Regions from separate parts of the Zea mays genome. Here regions 1 and 2 are each linked to region 3. The links are chromatin contacts, called in public Hi-C maps. All regions are on one chromosome and are shown on one strand. Each heading gives the region's core, a stretch centred on a gene start, on an enhancer-like site or on the middle of the called end of the contact. The rest is flanking DNA. Distances are from core to core; before and after follow the strand shown. Region 1 holds the start of LOC100382215 (Cyclin-dependent kinase inhibitor 5). Region 2 holds the start of LOC103626168 (probable serine/threonine protein phosphatase 2A regulatory subunit B''delta). Region 3 holds the start of LOC100384033.

Region 1 (2,700 bases), core at 86-2,585, 220 kb before region 3:
TTTCCTCCCAAAGAGGTGACAGGCCAGTGGTGAGAGACCCAAGCGAGAAATGAGGCTGTGAGGGAGGGTGAGAGCAGAGGGCGCTTTTTCGAGGGTGGAACAGAGAAATTTCTTGCGAAAAGTAAGGGCTTTTGATTGATTGGTAAAAGATTTGAGGGGTCCCCGGCTACTCGTCTCCTCGCAAGCAAAAGAAACAAGGGCGTGTGCGTCCATGGGGAAGGGGAAAGAACAAGGGGAAAGGAGGCCACTTTTCCGTTCCACTATGGAAAAAGGAGGACGCCATGGCTGGCCACTGCAAGAGACTCCACTAAGCTAGCGGATTAATTGGGCTCTGCCGCTCTGGTACAAGATTGAGCACAACTTATTCGGTGCTTCAGAGAATCAAAGCCAAGCCAGAGGTGGGATTGGGGCTTTTATGGGGTGATGTTGGAGTTTGGACGGCGTCAACCGATTATTGCAAGAATTAGAGACTAATTTCTCGGACACACGGCAGCGACAATGGTTTTGGCATTAAAATATGGGGTGACTTTTGATTTCAAAAGAGAATGGAAGATACACCGCCGAAAAAATTAAGCGCAAGGAGAGCACGGCAAGAATTAGCAAAGGGGTTCCTGGCGTAGAAAAATCCGCAAGAAAGCATAGGAGCTGTACAAGCGTGCTGGGGGGATTCGCATGACTCCCAATTTGAAGTCGAACACACTGCGCGAAAAAGGAAAAAAACGAAAGCATTCAAATAGAAACGCATAGCGCTAAAATTCCAACTTTCTGTCCCAAAAAAAAAATCTTGGTACCACACAATCGGAATCCACTAAACCCAAAACCCGTGCAAGCAACCCAAGAACGCAACAGAAATTTCAATCCAAGAACTCACCTCCCCATGGCCTCCGACTCGAGCATGTTCTCCCCGTACGATGCTTCCGCCTCCTCCATAGCGGCGGGGGCCGTGGCCGCCACCTTCCTCCCGCCGCACCTCCTCACGGACGCCACCTGCGGCGGCAGCTTCTCGAGCCTCCGGCTCCTTAGCTCCAGGTACTCACCGCCGCAGCCCTCCTCCTGCTGCACCTGCTGCTTCTCAAGGCGCTGCAGCGCGAGGGCGCGCGCGCGGGTGCGGACCCCGAGCGGAGCAGCGGCGACATCCATGATGGCAACCTCGCTGGAAACCTTTACCTTGCGCATGTATTTGCCCATGGCCCGGCGGGGCTGGGCAAGCTAGGGTTTCAGGGAGGCCCTCGCCGAGTCGCCGGGTGCACCAAGCGATTCTGTGCGGCGGGGCGGCAGAGGCCAGGGGAAGCGGGGGTTAAATGGTAGGCGGGGCGGGAGCGGTGTACACAGGAGGAAGCCCGGGAATAATTAGGAGAGAAGAGGTCGGGACGGGTGTTGGTGTTGCCATTTAAAGGGTGGCTTAGGTAAGGCTATCCGCAACCGTTTCCCCTAAATTTTTCCCCCTATATCACTTTTTTGGGTCACATCATCAACATTCCACCCCTATTTTTTCATCTCCCGCAGCGGTTCCCTCTAAATACTCCCCCTATATCCCACTACACTATAAAATATCATTTTTTATACATACTTTTCATCTACTATAAATTTTTTATCTACTAACAATTGGAAGCGGGCCCACGTGAACAGTGTTTAGAGGGGAAGAGAGACAACGCCAGAACAAGGGGGAGAGAGAACGTTACCTCTTCGTAGAGCGCTGGCTAGCGTCCACCGCTGCGGCGTTGGGAGGCGCCCTGTAGCCGCCATGCGAGCTACAGGGCAAGGGGAGGGGGCGTCGCGCCGCGTCCGTTGCGGCCAGTCTAAGAGAGAGAAAGCCTGGTGCGAGGGGCGTGTGGTAAGGCCACGTTTGGTTTCAATTAGTTATAGGACCAAACTTTAGTTCTAGACTAAACTTTAGTCCCTACTTGTTTGATTCTAGAGACTAAATAGATTCTAAAGTCATTAAATACACTATCCAAAGACTCAAATGTCCTTGGAATACACTCATGTGGGCTTTTAGTCTCTTTTAGCACCTATGTGAAGGACTAAAGACTAAATCATTTTAGTCTATATTTTAGTTCTAGTGTTTGGCAAAAAAGGGACTAAATGAGACTAGAAACTAGAGACTAATTTTTAGTCCCTCTAACCAAACACCCTCTAAGAGAGGAAAGAGTGATTTTAGTTTTTTTAAGGATCTACCCTGTTTGAATTTACTCCGATTCCTTGAAAACTTGTTTCTACTCTTGATTTCTGAAAACTCACTTTTAGAAAAAAAAAAGTGAATAGGAGTGTTTAGATCCAATAGCCTTTTTTCCATAAACAATCACTAACCAACCAAAACTGATTTTAGTTGGGGTAACTGGTTTTTGGTCCTGTTTAGAAACAAAGTTTGAAAATCATAGTTTTTAAAATACTACAATATACTTTAGTCATGGTAATATCACACTTTAAATACCACAATATTAAAAACTGAGATCGAGACTTAAATTTAAAATACTTTAAAACAATTATAGTATTTACAATGCTTCAGTTTTAAAAACATAGATTTTTGCTGGTTTACCAAATATTGTTCTGTGTATAATAAGTCAGTTTTAATACTGCAGTAAAAACAGGAGTTGCAACTTTGTGTTTTAAGGGGTCTTTTTAGGCATTTTGAGTAATGTATTTAATTTTTATTTTGTAGAGTATACATAAAAATAAGAATATATTTAAATTAGTTTA
Region 2 (2,700 bases), core at 63-2,562, 230 kb after region 3:
TCCCTTTGCAGTTTCATAATCCCATGCATGTATTATTATAGGTGACCTGCCTTGTGTCTGGTTCCCCATGAGACAAAAAAAACAAGCATGATGTTGCGACTTGAGATCTTTAAACAAGCATGGATTGCTTCCACTATTTTATGCCATTTGAAAACTACCTTTTATTGTAATAGTCTATTGTGTTGAACTATCTTGTGCTATGTTAGACTCTTGTGTGATGTGAACTTATCGCTATTATATTTGAACTATTGTGTTAGACTATTGTATGCTATGAACTTATTGTTATATTGTCTTGTTGATCTATGGTCTATGTAATGCTATATTGTATGATGTGTTGAATGATGAGAACCTACTGCTATATTATCATGTTGGACTATTCTGTTGTATGATGTGAACTTATTGCTATATTGTCATGTTAGAATATTACATTCCATGATGTAAACTTATTGTTATATTGTCATGATGGACTATTATGTTGCACGATGTAACTATTTTATGCACCAACTGAATTATAGTGAATGATAATCAATTTATGCATTATCCGATAAGTACCCGGTATCCGCATGTATCCGGCTACATAACATCCGTATCCGTCCCTTATCCGCCCGACTAAATACCCGGTCCCTATATCCGTATCCGTCCCGTTTCTAACTATCCGTATCCGATCCCGTATCCGATTGAAATACATTAGGGTAGGATACGGGATGACCTACTATCCGTCCGTATCCGCCCGTTTTCACCCCTACATCCCGTCTACTTCATAAGTGAGGTCTTAACAGACACAAAGACTCACTACCCTAGGTACAAAAGCTCTTGTACACTGTTCTCATTACTAAGCGAAAGCTCAAACATTATTTTGAATCGCACTCCATCACCGTGGTAACGACGTTCCCCTGGGGGAGGTGATCCGTAACCTAGAAACCACCGGTAGGATCACCAAATGAGCACACCATCTAGACCCTGGAACGCGTACAAACAACTTTACTTATCAGAGCTAGTTCGAAACACCGACACTAACTAGCAAGTTTTCTAACTAAATAATGTTCCTAACTAAATTTCTCAATAAATTACCAACTAAATATGCGAGAGAAGGTGGGGATGAGGTCTGGTGGCCCTGCAGCGAGAGAAGGTGCGACGAGAGAAGACGCAACCACGACTTTTACTTTTGAGCTAGACGCCACGTAGACACCAGTGCAACACTGGTCGCCCGGTACCTTGCTGCATAAGTCGCGACATCGAGACGTGTTACGTCGATGCCGTGGAGGCGTGAACTGTGACATCGAGAAAAGGGTTTAAAGTTGAAATTACGTTGTCCAGATCAATCGTATAAATTTTAAAAAGATTTAAAATGTAAAAAATTCGGTCAAAGAGAGTAAGAGACCCTAAAACTATGGTATTTTAAAAGACAAATTTATTTTGCTCAATTCTTAATCTCAAACCGAAAGTGGCATCGGAAAGACAAATGTATTTTGCCCTCCGCTGTTATATCGCCGTCGCCGTCTTCCGGTCTCTCCACCTCCTAGCTCGGCTGCTTGCCTAGGGTTTCGCCTGCTCCCGGCCCCGCCTCCAGCCGTCGCTTGAGATCTCGCCGCTGCCGCCACTCGATCCTCCTTCGTTGTTCCTCACTGATCCTGCTGAGCTCGGATTTTCGCCCTTCCTCCCCGCCGGAACAGCGTCCGGACGCGCGGGCGCAGATCTGGGTTTTGGTGGCCCGCTTGTTGTATGAGAAGGCCTCTAAAGCTTGGGAGCAATGGAGGTGGAGCCAGCGAGGAGGGACGCGGCAGCGCTGGACCTGGAGCTGCTGCAGCTGGCGGAGCTCGCGCCGGGCGCGCTTCGTGAGAACTCCATAGCTGATGCACTGTACGCGCAGTGGCTCGTGCTACCTGAGACGACCAAGCTGGTACCCCTTCAACGCGTCCTCTCGCCTTCCTTGCTTGTTGCTTTAGTTTGTGCTTACATTTCCCTGGAAGGCTCAGATAAGTTAGAAACATCGTTTCTACGTTTTGGTTGGTGCCCTTTATGCTGCGGCGAGTACTGGTTAGGTTGTTATTTTGTATCACATTTACCAGCTTATGACTTCGATAAAGTATGATGATGGAGTTTGGTAGACCAAAGTGCAGGGTTCATTTAGTGGCTTGGTTTGTCTTTGTTCGTACTTGTGTTTCTCTGTCTATGATCTTGTATTCTTGTTATCAGAAACTCGCCAATGTAAATTTCAGTGTAACTGGGCAGAAGGGTAAATTTGAGTATAGTACCATATGAGGCTATAGATTACTACCAGACTCAAAGCAACTTAGGTCGGGAATCTGGTAGTGATATTTAGTCTCATTAAGTTACTTCATTGTTATCAGGACTGTTTTCAAGTCGTCCCGATTAGTCACGATTAATCATTCAAGTCGGTTTTGACCAATTACGACTAATCGCCCAAGTTGGCCAGCCAGAACGACCAACAAGTCGTCCGAAAACAATGGTTATCAACACTACTATTGTTTTTTGAATTTTAGTAACTTATATGTGCCATATACAGTGATCTTATTAGTATCATCTGAGCTGTGTTTCACGACAACAATGATATAGGAACTAGTCTGGTGCATGTGAAGCTTGTCTTAGTCTGAATTGATGAATTCTTATTTTCAGCGCTGTCAGAGCCGTTGTGGCATAAATCAGGGCCTGTGCCAAATTCTAAAGTGAGGCCTTGGC
Region 3 (2,700 bases), core at 156-2,655:
AAAAAATATGAAAGATTTTGTTTTATTTAATATTTAAATCCATTTAATTCCATCCAATCTACATGGATTGAGAGCAAAACAAATAAGCCCTAAGAAAGCCCAGGAGCTCGCTAGTATACTCGCGTGGACCTACACGCTATACGTACGGACAAGTGCTCAATACAACGTATATCGTGTAAAATACTGTTTTATATTATAAACTAAACTGTTTATAAAGTAGCATAAAACAAAATGATATAGGGAGTGAGATAGGACAACAACTAATATACAATCAGACCTTATATGCAAGCGTGCAAGCGAGCCTCTTAGTTTGTTAGATCATGATCTAACTGTAGACATGATCGTGGTTTGTTAGTGGGGTTTCCTATAAATCTACACGAGTTGGTGATAGAATGGTTTAAGTGTTAAATGTAATTCATGATTGAATCATAATCTAACGACGCTTGCATATAAGACCTGATTGCATATCAGTTGTTGCCGTGAGATAAAGGTGAAAAGCCGATGTGTAGAGATGGCAACGGGTAAAAACTCGTTCGCTATTACTTGCCCAAACTCATACCCGTGAAGAAAAAATATGGCCGCTAAAAAACTCATACCTATGACGGGTATAAAAATTTGCCAAAACCCATGCCCATGCGGGTTTTGGGTACCCAAAGGGTTTCCCATACCCACTAACATCAACACGAAAAATAATTCATCATATAAATGATAGTTAATGTATTAATAAACCCGAATAAAAGGAACAAGTGATAACTAATTTTAGCTTAAACTTTGTTACATTGAGTTTATGGCAACGACTGTTGTGCAAGCAATCTTTCTATGCAAGCGTGCAAGCAAATCATCTGATCCGTTAGATCGTGATCGAACCGTAAGTCACATTTAACACTTAAACCCTTCCACCACTAGCTTAATAATCTTTATAAAAAAACCCCTAACAAACTATGGTTATATCTGTGGTTGGATCACGATCTAACGGATCAGATGGTTTGCTTGCACGCTTGCACAGAAGGATTGCTTGCACAGCAGTCGTTGCCTGAGTTTATTTCAATTAGAACATATTCAATTAATAATATTATGAGACATATTTATAAGATATATTGATTTTAAGACGAGTTTTAAAAACACATGAGTTTGCGGGTATGGATAGTGAAAGAACAAGTCCATGCCCACGTACCCGCTGGATTTTCATTTGAACTTATTAATAAACTCATGGGTAGAGAAATTGATCTAAATTCATATTCTAATAGAGCAAAAGCCCACTGAGTTTCAGGTAGCGGGTACCCATTGCCATCTCTAAAAGATGTGCGAGAGGGCTATACATCGCACGGGCCAGACGTGGAGCAGGCCAGGGTCGAGGCCCAACTGGAGCTCCAGGAAGGCACACAGGCCGAAAGCCGCCACCGTTTCTTCATCTCCCATCTGCCGGCGCTCCATCTTCGACTCCCTCCCCGACTCGCGCTCGGCACGCAGGCGACGACGGCGGCGCTCAGGCTCGGGCTCGGGCTCTCAGCGACGGCGGGGCAGTCCCAATTTCGGCGGCGGCGTCAGCGGCTCCCCCTCCCGCCTCTTGCCAATCGCCTCGCGCCCTCGCCTCCGGTCCTCCGCACACCGGCCGGTGACCCTGCGTGCGCGCCTCCCGCTCCCCTCCCGCCTCCGGTGGACCGTTGACAGCGCCCGGCCCCGGCGGCTGCACTGCGCGCCGCGTACGGCCGGCGGGCAGCGGGAGCCAGCAGCCGCTGCTCTACCAAGGCGGCCGCACCGCTTTGGTAGCGCTTATGCCCCAACGAAGCGTTACCCGTCCGCTTAGCGCTGAAGCGTGCGCTTAGTGCCGCCTGTTGGAACCCTGATCTATAGTTGGTCTTCTTATAACTTCTCATAGTACACTTTCAGCAACACATTGGACTACAATGGAGAATATGCGTTATGCTGAGGAGCTCGTGAGGGAGTTTCTAGTTTTCAGGGGTTTCACAAGTACGCTGCAAGCGTATGAGACAGAGTTGTCTACTGAGATTGGCAGGAACTTTCAAGGAGACAAGATCGTGGATTTAGTGTTCTCAGAGTATGTACCGAAATACCAACTGGACAAGTTGCTCGGTCTGTTTGCCTTTTTCAAGCAGTGTTTCATGTCACCTGCGGACACAGAGTTGTTCTCAACCCTTGTTAAGTTGGAGCTGTCAGTATTAAGGTACTATGTTATTAATGCTTTGAAATCTGGAAGACAAGACAAAGTAATTGAATTCTTTGGTGAGAGTGGCAATTATCTGATGCAAAAGCGTGGAGATTGGCTGGCATGGTTTGGTGCGTGTTCTTGCCTTCTTTTTCCTAACTCCTTATACGTCATTCTCATGCTTTGTCAATCTCAATAACAATGTGCAGCTATTCCATATATTAAGAACCCAAGCTTGGATCCACAATTCCGTCTATATTTCTCCAAAGAGTGGCTGGACACTTTGGTTCTTTCATTTAGGAATTTTTTGAGTGGGATATTCAATGATACTCATATCCTTCCATAATATACTCTTTGTTGTATCTCTGGTGGGATGTTTCCCAACATTTTACAATATCTTCTTTCCTATTGACTGATTTATAATGTTATCCCCTTCCTAGGTGAACATCACTGCGATAGAACTCAATGTTCGTGAATGCTATTGTTTCTAACTTTCTATGATTTTTTTGATTTGACATACATAGTGTTATTTG

Evidence for each region. Hi-C and Micro-C count contacts between places; a contact is called where the count stands out from the background.
Region 1: a contact with region 3 is called in a Hi-C map of ear, with 2.4 times the contacts expected there. The contact joins the promoter of LOC100382215 here to the promoter of LOC100384033 in region 3. A contact is called at or near these places in 3 of 25 Hi-C or Micro-C datasets (ear, leaf and tassel).
Region 2: a Hi-C map of ear shows a contact between it and region 3, with 2.6 times the contacts expected there. The contact joins the promoter of LOC103626168 here to the promoter of LOC100384033 in region 3. A contact is called at or near these places in 3 of 25 Hi-C or Micro-C datasets (ear, endosperm and tassel).

The regions. Positions count from the first base shown.
Region 1 is chr5:30,896,873-30,899,572 of Zm-B73-REFERENCE-NAM-5.0, reverse strand. LOC100382215 (Cyclin-dependent kinase inhibitor 5) reads right to left here and starts at 1,335. Exons shown (of 3, transcript NM_001174972.1): 1 at 872-1,335. The coding sequence starts at 1,188.
Region 2 is chr5:30,450,955-30,453,654 of Zm-B73-REFERENCE-NAM-5.0, reverse strand. It overlaps LOC103626168 (probable serine/threonine protein phosphatase 2A regulatory subunit B''delta), which reads left to right and starts at 1,312. Exons shown (of 13, transcript XM_020538292.3): 1 at 1,312-1,900. The coding sequence starts at 1,751.
Region 3 is chr5:30,680,479-30,683,178 of Zm-B73-REFERENCE-NAM-5.0, reverse strand. LOC100384033 reads left to right here and starts at 1,405. Exons shown (of 15, transcript NM_001362240.1): 1 at 1,405-2,298; 2 at 2,377-2,499. The coding sequence starts at 1,908.